Linked DNA regions of Salvelinus alpinus: region 2 is linked to region 1. A link is a contact called in public Hi-C data. All regions are on one chromosome and are shown on one strand. Each heading gives the region's core, a stretch centred on a gene start, on an enhancer-like site or on the middle of the called end of the contact. The rest is flanking DNA. Distances are from core to core; before and after follow the strand shown.

Evidence for each region. A called contact is a pair of places that touch in the nucleus more often than the background predicts.
Region 2: a Hi-C map of muscle shows a contact between it and region 1, with 8 times the contacts expected there. The contact joins the promoter of LOC139549529 here to the promoter of LOC139549528 in region 1. A contact is called at or near these places in 2 of 3 Hi-C or Micro-C datasets (muscle and red muscle).

The regions. Positions count from the first base shown.
Region 1 is chr22:40,536,411-40,541,180 of SLU_Salpinus.1, reverse strand. It overlaps LOC139549528 (frizzled-4-like), which reads left to right and starts at 1,820. Exons shown (of 4, transcript XM_071360114.1): 1 at 1,820-2,483. The coding sequence starts at 2,217.
Region 2 is chr22:40,685,070-40,689,839 of SLU_Salpinus.1, reverse strand. LOC139549529 (T-lymphocyte activation antigen CD86) reads left to right here and starts at 2,920. Exons shown (of 8, transcript XM_071360115.1): 1 at 2,920-3,019. The coding sequence starts at 3,011.

The sequences.
Region 1 (4,770 bases), core at 571-3,070:
GGTAGAGGGATGGACGGGTGAGGGTAGAGGGATGGATGGGTGAGGGTAGAGGGATGGATGGGTGAGGGTAGAGGGGTGGACGGGTGAGGGTAGAGGGGTGGACGGGTGAGGGTAGAGGGATGGACGGGTGAGGGTAGAGGGATGGACGGGTGAGGGTAGAGGGATGGACGGGATGGACACACACACACACACACACACACACACACACACACACACACACACACACACACACACACACACACACACACACACACACACACACACACACACACACACACACACACACACACTTGCCATTCCAAGGAGTTCACTTCCCTATTAATACCCTACTTCAAGGACTAAGGGATTGGGCAATGATCCATGAGATGCTATCGGGTGACCGATACACACTAGTGTCACTCCTTCTGTCTGCAGGGTGTACTGGATAGAAAAATAACCCCTTATACAACATGTGTTTGTGTTCTGGTCAATACAACAGTCCCATAGTAATAGAGTCTGTGTAATGTTAGGTAAATATGGGTATTGTGTTTTAAACGTTTATGTTTTGTCAATTGGGAACAATAAATGCATCAGATGGCTTATTATTATTATTTGTATTATTATTATTGTTAATAGTCGTGGTTGACTCTACTGTTGGCTTTGAGAAATGCAGTTGTATGACTCCAATTGACAGTTTATAAAAAAAGATGTGTGTGTGTGTGTAGACATTATCTCCCTTCTGCACAATCACCTCAGCTTTTCCCACCAGCCACCATTCAGACACACACATTAACACACACACACACACACACACACACACAGCACCCTCCATCTCCACCACCCTGATAACCATCAGCTCCTGGGCGCTCACGCCATTGTTTCACCCTCACGCTAATTACTCATGAGTTGACCACGAGCGCACTGGCGGGCAGGGGAGCGATCCATCATGTATGGCAGCGCGTGGAGGTCGTTTTTATTGCAACCAGTCAATTGTCACGTTAAATAACCCTGGACGGAATCGCTTTACGGAAAACCAAATGGCCTTGGATTTGGGCGCACAGACAAAAGCAGCGCGCTGAATCATGTTGTTCTTGTATTCTATTTGCTTTCTCTCTTGGTTGGATATATGAATAAATGACCAGTAGAAGACATGCAGCTCTTCAATAAGCTACCGCTCCCCACCCCTGTGTTTAGGATGGTAGGGCATAACCCGTCGACATTTCAACCAGCATCCGGGGCGTCCCCGGGGCGTCATCACACAGAAGTAAACACACACAACGATAGAGAGACTAGGCATTCCAGAACAAACAGAAAAGACAACAACTTTTCTCTATGCCCGTCTTGAGCGGGATGGACAAACACAGCCTTTAGTCTGGATGTCCAATAGCCTAGAGGTATCCAATGCAGCAGTATTACTGTACATTACATCAGTATTACTGTACATTACATCCATTTTAATGTCATAAACACTTTAGCTGAAGATTCGTCTGATTGGGATGTGCGCCTGTGGTGGAGATGCAGCATGTTTTAAAGACCATTTGTGATTTAAAAATACAAATAAAACTATCGTGTTTCAGGGGCGAGACTGCCTTGTATTTCTAAAAATATGGCCAGTAAAAATATGACCCACAGCCGGAATAAATGCTGTGGAGTCCGCTCATGAGAAGAGGGCCACAGGCAACTTTCCTCACCTGAAACCCCGCCCTTCTGAGCGCTCTTCCGCCTGCTGATTGGCTTCTGAGATCTCTCCTGGCCGCTGGTTGGCTGTCCCTGGCGAGAGAGCTGGAGAATTCGCTCTTTACAGAGTGGGGCGGAGGCGCGCGGGCAGAACCCACAGAGACAGACAAGCAGCCTCTTACCACAGCGCAAGACCTAACGGAGCTACTATACCGGGGAACTAGAACGGACAGGGCTCCAGGATGTCTCCGAGGTCTCGTGCGTGAAAAACCACAGAAGGAACTATCGAAACAGATACTGCAAAGCGAGGCAGGAGTTTGAGTGCAAGGAAAATCAGGATATAACAGTTCATTTTATTATTGCTTTTGGATAAGTTGTTGCCAACTTCGCTTAACGGGTTGGAGTAGGTTACCAACTGTGCTTCCAGTGGAGGATTTCATATTGGCGACCGCGCACTCTGAAGTGGACTAAAGTTTCCCCAGTACCCGGTGGAATACCCTACCAGGCAACGCCCGGAACCCGATCAATTGATAACTTTGGAACTTTTCCTCCTCGTGACAATGAGTCGGGCTGTGGACGCTCTTGCGGCGGTAGCGCTCTCTCTCGCGCTGCTGTGCGTTCCAGGACACCTTGGTCTGGTGCGTGCGTTCGGCGAAGAGACAGAGGAGATGACGTGCGACCCGATACGCATCGCCATGTGCCAGGACCTGGGCTACAACGTCACCAAGATGCCCAACCTGGTGGGCAACGTCCTGCAGTCAGACGCGGAGCTCCAACTCACCACCTTCACACCACTCATACAGTATGGCTGCTCCAGCCAACTGAAGGTACACACACACACACACACACACACACACACACACACACACACACACACAACTATCCCTAAACCTAACAAACCTTATTTTACATTTCAGTCATTTAGCAAACACTCTCATCCAGAGCGACTTACAGTTAGGGTTAAGTGCCTTGCTCAAGGGCACATCAACAGATTGTTTCACCCTAGTCAGCTCGGGGATTCAAATCAGCAACACTTCAGTTACTGGCCTAATACTCTTAACCGCCAGGTTACCTGCCATCCTAACTCCTAACCCCTAACTCCTAACTCCTAACCCCTAATTGTAACCCCAAACCTAGCCCTAAGCCTAAAATAACCTTTGTCATGAGAACTGTCCCCACAAGGGAGAATTTTCCTTATTTTACTATCCTTGTGGGGGCTTTGAGGGATTTCTGGTACCCACAAGGATAGTAATACAAGACCCCCTCCCCAGACACACACACACTCTCTCAATTCAAGGGGATTTATTGGCATGGGAACCAAACATATGTTAACATTGCCAAAGCAAGTGAAGTAGATAATATACAAAAGTTAAATAAAGCATCTCTCTCTAGCTGCTCCAGCCGACTAAAGACATGTTGGTTCTCAGGCTGGGCTGTGCGTTGGAGCAGGCAGTGGAGAGAGGGAGACAGAGAGCACATGTTGGTTCTCAGGCTGGGCTGTGCGTTGGAGCAGGCAGTGGAGAGAGGGAGACAGAGAGCACATGTTGGTTCTCAGGCTGGGCTGTGCGTTGGAGCAGGCAGTGGAGAGAGGGAGACAGAGAGCACATGTTGGTTCTCAGGCTGGGCTGTGCGTTGGAGCAGGCAGTGGAGAGAGGGAGACAGAGAGCACATGACAGAGTCACAGGGAGACCATCCAGTCTTGGTTCAGCAGCACGGGGCAGTGATATAATATATATCCGAGGAGAGGAGAGGGCCAGGCAAGCTCTATAGAGTAACAACAATACTGCCCTCAGTACTACTCTTTGTAAGGCCACTTGTCTGCCTGAACCGCCATGAAGCTGGAAATTAAATCCATCCCATTTTGTCCTTCTCAAAAGGTTTTTATTGTCCTGACTGAAATGCCCAATGAGTAGTTATTTGTGTGGTTCGATGGCAATGGCATGAATGGATCCAGTTGATCATTTCCTGTGGTTTACCACTCCATAGTCTGTAGACACAACAACCCACTGCCTCCTCTTTCTCTAAGAGCGTCCCTGACCTTGACCATGGACATATATTAACATACATTCAGTCCATTACTCCAATTCTAATGTATTTAAGGGCTTTTGTGGTATTATTGTGGAGTTGTAGTAGTCTGGATGCTATAGGTTATTGGAGTGATGATGGGGTTGTGTAGGTTGTGGTTGTCTGGATGCTATAGGTTATTGGAGTGATGATGGGGTTGTGTAGGTTGTGTAGGTTGTGGTTGTCTGGATGCTATAGGTTATTGGAGTGATGATGGGGTTGTGTAGTTTGTGGTTGTCTGGATGCTATAGGTTATTGGAGTGATGATGGGGTTGTGTAGTTTGTGGTTGTCTGGATGCTATAGGTTATCGGAGTGATGATGGGGTTGTGTAGGTTGTGTTGTGGTGTGGTTGTCTGTCTCTTGTGGTTCAGTGTGAGAGGTCTGGACTGACGGCCGTGAGAAGTCACCACCCAACAGATTAGGCTCTTTCTTACACACACACACACACACACACACACACACACACACACACACACACACACACACACACACACACACACACACACACACACACACACACACACACACACACACACACACAGGGCTGTGAACAGCACTCGGGTTACCTGGGGGAGGAAAACAAGCCTTCTCCAGTCCAGCTAGAGAACAGTATCACAGCTCCAACAGAGAGAAACATCACTGATATCATCTCTCACAGTCTCACAGTGCTGCCCTGCGCTTCCCACGCCACACGGTAGCCCCCCCCCACACACACACACTTAGCCCCTATACATGAACTTGTATAGATGGTGTGTTTATGGCTAGACAGTTATCTTTACTGAACTATGCTGACCGGAGAGTGAAAGTAGAGTTTGTCCCCCTCGGTTAAAGTACCTCAGACGTTTGTCACCCTCGGTTAAAGTACACCAGACGTTTGTCCCCCTCGGTTAAAGTACCCCAGACGTTTGTCCCCCTCGGTTAAAGTAGCCCAGACGTTTGTCCCTCTCGGTTAAAGTACCCCAGACGTTTGTCCCCCTCGGTTAAAGTACCCCAGACGTTTGTCCCCCTCGGTTAAAGTACCCCAGACGTTCGTCCCCCTCGGTTAAAGT
Region 2 (4,770 bases), core at 1,671-4,170, 150 kb before region 1:
CCTGGGTGCAGACACTGCAGTTGGTATCCACCTGGCTAGTGTGTTGCTGTATGCAGCATCTATAATGTTTTATCGCTGGAGCAGCACTGATAAACGACATGACTCAAAATCTACCAAGCAGAAGAGTCATTCCCCCAAGTAAATCACACTTCTTCAGGACACAGAGTGAATAACTCACTTCACGGATTATACCAGATAAGGGTGGGTACAGTGTATTAGGCAGGTCACACTCTTTTCATGCCACTTCGATACAAAGTTATTTTCATAGCAGGTTAGGAGAGCATTTTTGCTAACCCTTTTTCTAACCTTAACCCTAGTCTCCTAACCTGCTATGTTAATTCTCCTAACCTGCTGCGTTAATTCTCCTAACCTGCTGCGTTAATTCTCCTAACCTGCTGCGTAAGTTCTCCTAACTTTCTACGAAAAGGTCACTTCTGTATCGAAGTGGCTTTAAAAGTGTTTCCCTATATTAGTAGGATATAATTAGTCCTGTGTTTCTCTTTGACATCAGGACAGGAAACCCCGGGACATTCCCTGAGGCATACATCAGTATGCAACACCATTTATTCAAACAACATTCTCTCCCAAATCAAATCAAATTGTATTTGTCACATGCGCCGAATACAATAGGTGTAGACCTTACAGTGAAATGCTTACTTACAAGCCCTTAACCAACAATACCATTTTAAGAAAAAAAAGTGTTAAGAAAGTATTTACTAAAATAAACAGAATACATTTTTTTTTTTTTATAAAAAAAAATAAAGAAGCAGCAAAAAAAATAACAGTAGCGAGACTATATACAGGAGGTACCGGTACGGAGTAGTATATAGAAGGCGATATACAGGAGGTACCGGTACAGAGTAGTATATAGAAGGCTATATACAGGAGGTACTGGTACAGAGTAAATGTGCGGAGGCTATATACAGGAGGTACCGGTACAGAGTAAATGTGAGGAGGCTATATACAGGAGGTACCGGTATAGAGTAAATGTGAGGAGGCTATATACAGGACGTACCGGTACAGAGTAGTATATAGAAGGCTATATACAGGAGGTACCGGTACAGAGTAAATGTGAGGAGGCTATATACAGGGGGTACCAGTACAGAGTAAATGTGAGGAGGCTATATACAAGGGGTACCGGTAGAGAGTAAATGTGAGGAGGCTATATACAGGGGGTACCAGTACAGAGTAAATGTGCGGAGGCTATATACAGGGAGTACCGGTACAGAGTAAATGTGAGGAGGCTATATACAGGGGGTACCGGTACAGACTAAACGTGAGGAGGCTATTTACAGGAGGTACCGGTACAGAGTAAATGTGAGGAGAATATATACAGGAGGTACCGGTACAGCACAATTGGCCCAGCGTCATCCGTGTTTGGCCGGGGTAGGCCGTCATTGTAAATAAGAATTTGTTCTTAACTGACTTGCCTAGTTAAATAAAGGTTAAATAATTAAACATTAAGAAGGAAATAAATTGCACAAATTAACTTTTAAGAAAGCACACCTGTTAGTTGAAATGCATTCCAGGTGACTACCTCATGAAGCTGGTTGAGAGAATGCCAAGAGTGTGCAAAGCTGTCATCAAGGCAAAGGATGGCTACTATAAAATATATTTTGATTTGCTAAACACTTTTTTGGTTACTACATGATTCCATATGTGTTATTTCACAGTTTTGATGTCTTCACTATTATTCTACAATGTAGAAAATAATTAAAAAAAATAAAGAAGCAGCAAAAAAAATAACAGTAGCGAGACTATATACAGGAGGTACCGGTACGGAGTAGTATATAGAAGGCGATATACAGGAGGTACCGGTACAGAGTAGTATATAGAAGGCTATATACAGGAGGTACTGGTACAGAGTAAATGTGCGGAGGCTATATACAGGAGGTACCGGTACAGAGTAAATGTGAGGAGGCTATATACAGGAGGTACCGGTATAGAGCAAATGTGAGGAGGCTATATACAGGACGTACCGGTACAGAGTAGTATATAGAAGGCTATATACAGGAGGTACCGGTACAGAGTAAATGTGAGGAGGCTATATACAGGGGGTACCAGTACAGAGTAAATGTGAGGAGGCTATATACAAGGGGTACCGGTAGAGAGTAAATGTGAGGAGGCTATATACAGGAGGTACCGGTACAGAGTAGTATATAGAAGGCTATATACAGGGAGTACCGGTACAGAGTAAATGTGAGGAGGCTATATACAGGGGGTACCGGTACAGACTAAACGTGAGGAGGCTATTTACAGGAGGTACCGGTACAGAGTAAATGTGAGGAGAATATATACAGGAGGTACCGGTACAGCACAATTGGCCCAGCGTCATCCGTGTTTGGCCGGGGTAGGCCGTCATTGTAAATAAGAATTTGTTCTTAACTGACTTGCCTAGTTAAATAAAGGTTAAATAATTAAACATTAAGAAGGAAATAAATTGCACAAATTAACTTTTAAGAAAGCACACCTGTTAGTTGAAATGCATTCCAGGTGACTACCTCATGAAGCTGGTTGAGAGAATGCCAAGAGTGTGCAAAGCTGTCATCAAGGCAAAGGATGGCTACTATAAAATATATTTTGATTTGCTAAACACTTTTTTGGTTACTACATGATTCCATATGTGTTATTTCACAGTTTTGATGTCTTCACTATTATTCTACAATGTAGAAAATAGTAAAAATAAAGAAAAACCCTTGAATGAGTAGGTGTTCTAAAACTTTTGAACAGTAGTGTATATAGGGAAGTGAGAGTCTTAACTTAACCCCACCCCTTCACCAGTCACACAATACGAACACACCCTGCTGTGAAAAGGGACCAAATTCTGATAAGCTGCTGTATGCTACAATGGCAACATTAGTCAACTAGAAAAGCAAAAAGGACTTTCCCTGGCTAAAGCCACACCCCCAGAATGTTCAAGGAAGAGGGGCTGATTGTCTGTGCTGAGAACACATCACACGCCAACCTCTCCGACTTCACACTCCATTACGGCTGTTAAGAAAGGCAAAGCATGACTGTGGTAAGAATGTCTCTATTTCCCCCTCATAGGCTTTATAACTGTTACAAATATTTACAGCTCTTCCAGACTGGCTTGTAGTGGTGGTGCTATTGTTGTTGTAGATTTACTTAGATAATACAGTGCAGGTTAAGGTGAAGCAGTTTAATTAAATAATGGAATATTATGGTATTCAGTTTTACCTACTATATCATATATCTTGAATGAATGGAGGTTGTTGGTGTTTCAGGTTATTAACTAAAACAATAGGTGTAGAGATGTAACTCCTACTCTTAGGGTTGACTGTAGTATCTGGAGACATGGAGCCAACAGATTATGGAGCCATAGAAACTGATTGGCTGCATTTACACAGGCAGCTCAATTCTGATATATTATGAATGGTCAAAAGCCGAATTATTGGCAAAAGATCTGATCTGATTGGTCAAAAGATAAACTATTGGCAAAATTGGGCTGCCTGTGTAAAACATCCGTAGTGTCATATTGTATATTTTAAATAAACGTTTATCGTCATCTCTGTCGAAGTGGTTTAATATGTAAATCGTGCTGCATGGACAGTGCACTATATATGTTTGAAATTGCTTATTTGCAAACATTGTCAATCACTTGGATAAAGTGAAACATTTTCACACAGTGGATTTCACCTACGTATGGTCAGATTACTCTGAAGTTTTCATATTTTATGTTTTGATAAAACTACAACATTTCATAACGGATTTCAGTTTTTATTGACCGCTATCTGAGTAACACATTAAACATGAACATAAACTTCTCACTCCGCATATTTCTAGTACCAACCTCACTCTCGCTGCAACATAACCGTGTGTGTCAGGATGACGATCAGTGTGAAACTACTGTTTGCTACATGCTCAGTTGACGATGAAGGCATACACAAATGAATAGGAATGCACACAAATGAATAGGAATGCACACAAATGAATAGGAATGCACACAAATGAATAGGAATGCACACAAATGCAGACACGTGCATGCTTATGTTTTCTTTATGTATGATTGTTTTCATGTGTGTGCATTATAGCAATATATTTAATATACTGCAACAATATACAGTTCCTCTGTACTGTTGATACTGTAACCTGTGTTCATAAAACTCATCCTACAAGCTGATACCATAACAATGAAGATGTATATTTCTGGGGATTCCCCCTGACTTATTAATTAGAAACGTATCTGACAACCAAGCCAGTTCCCTTCGTCTGCCCCCGCACAATCCTCTGGCCTGTCACATTCTACTGATGCAATCGTTTTAGATCTTTACACTCAAGTATTTAACGCATAATAAAGTCCTTGCAAGACAATGTGTAAAAGACACACGATTGAAGAACGGAATTGTTGTTTGATTCTCTTCAGATTAACGTTAAATCAACCAAACCTACAACTCTGAACTCCTATCCTTAACTACCAATCCCTGAGATGAATCAAAAACCATGACCACAAATATCTCACGAGGCACTAGTACAGCGCCGCAAGATTGTCTAGATATCAAACTCATCACCTGGACCCAGTTTTTAAAAAGTTATATATATGGATTTTGCCTATTGGTTAGGATTAAATGCATAGAAATAGAATGAATAGAATAGACAAATCGTTGACTTGAATGGGGACCCCCGTTCTATTCGTTATATTTCTATGCATTTAATCCTATCCTATAACTGAAATAGGAATAGATAACTTTTGAAAAACTGGGCCCTGCGTTTAGGCCTACCACACAGTAGCAAAGAATTTCCTGAAGTAAC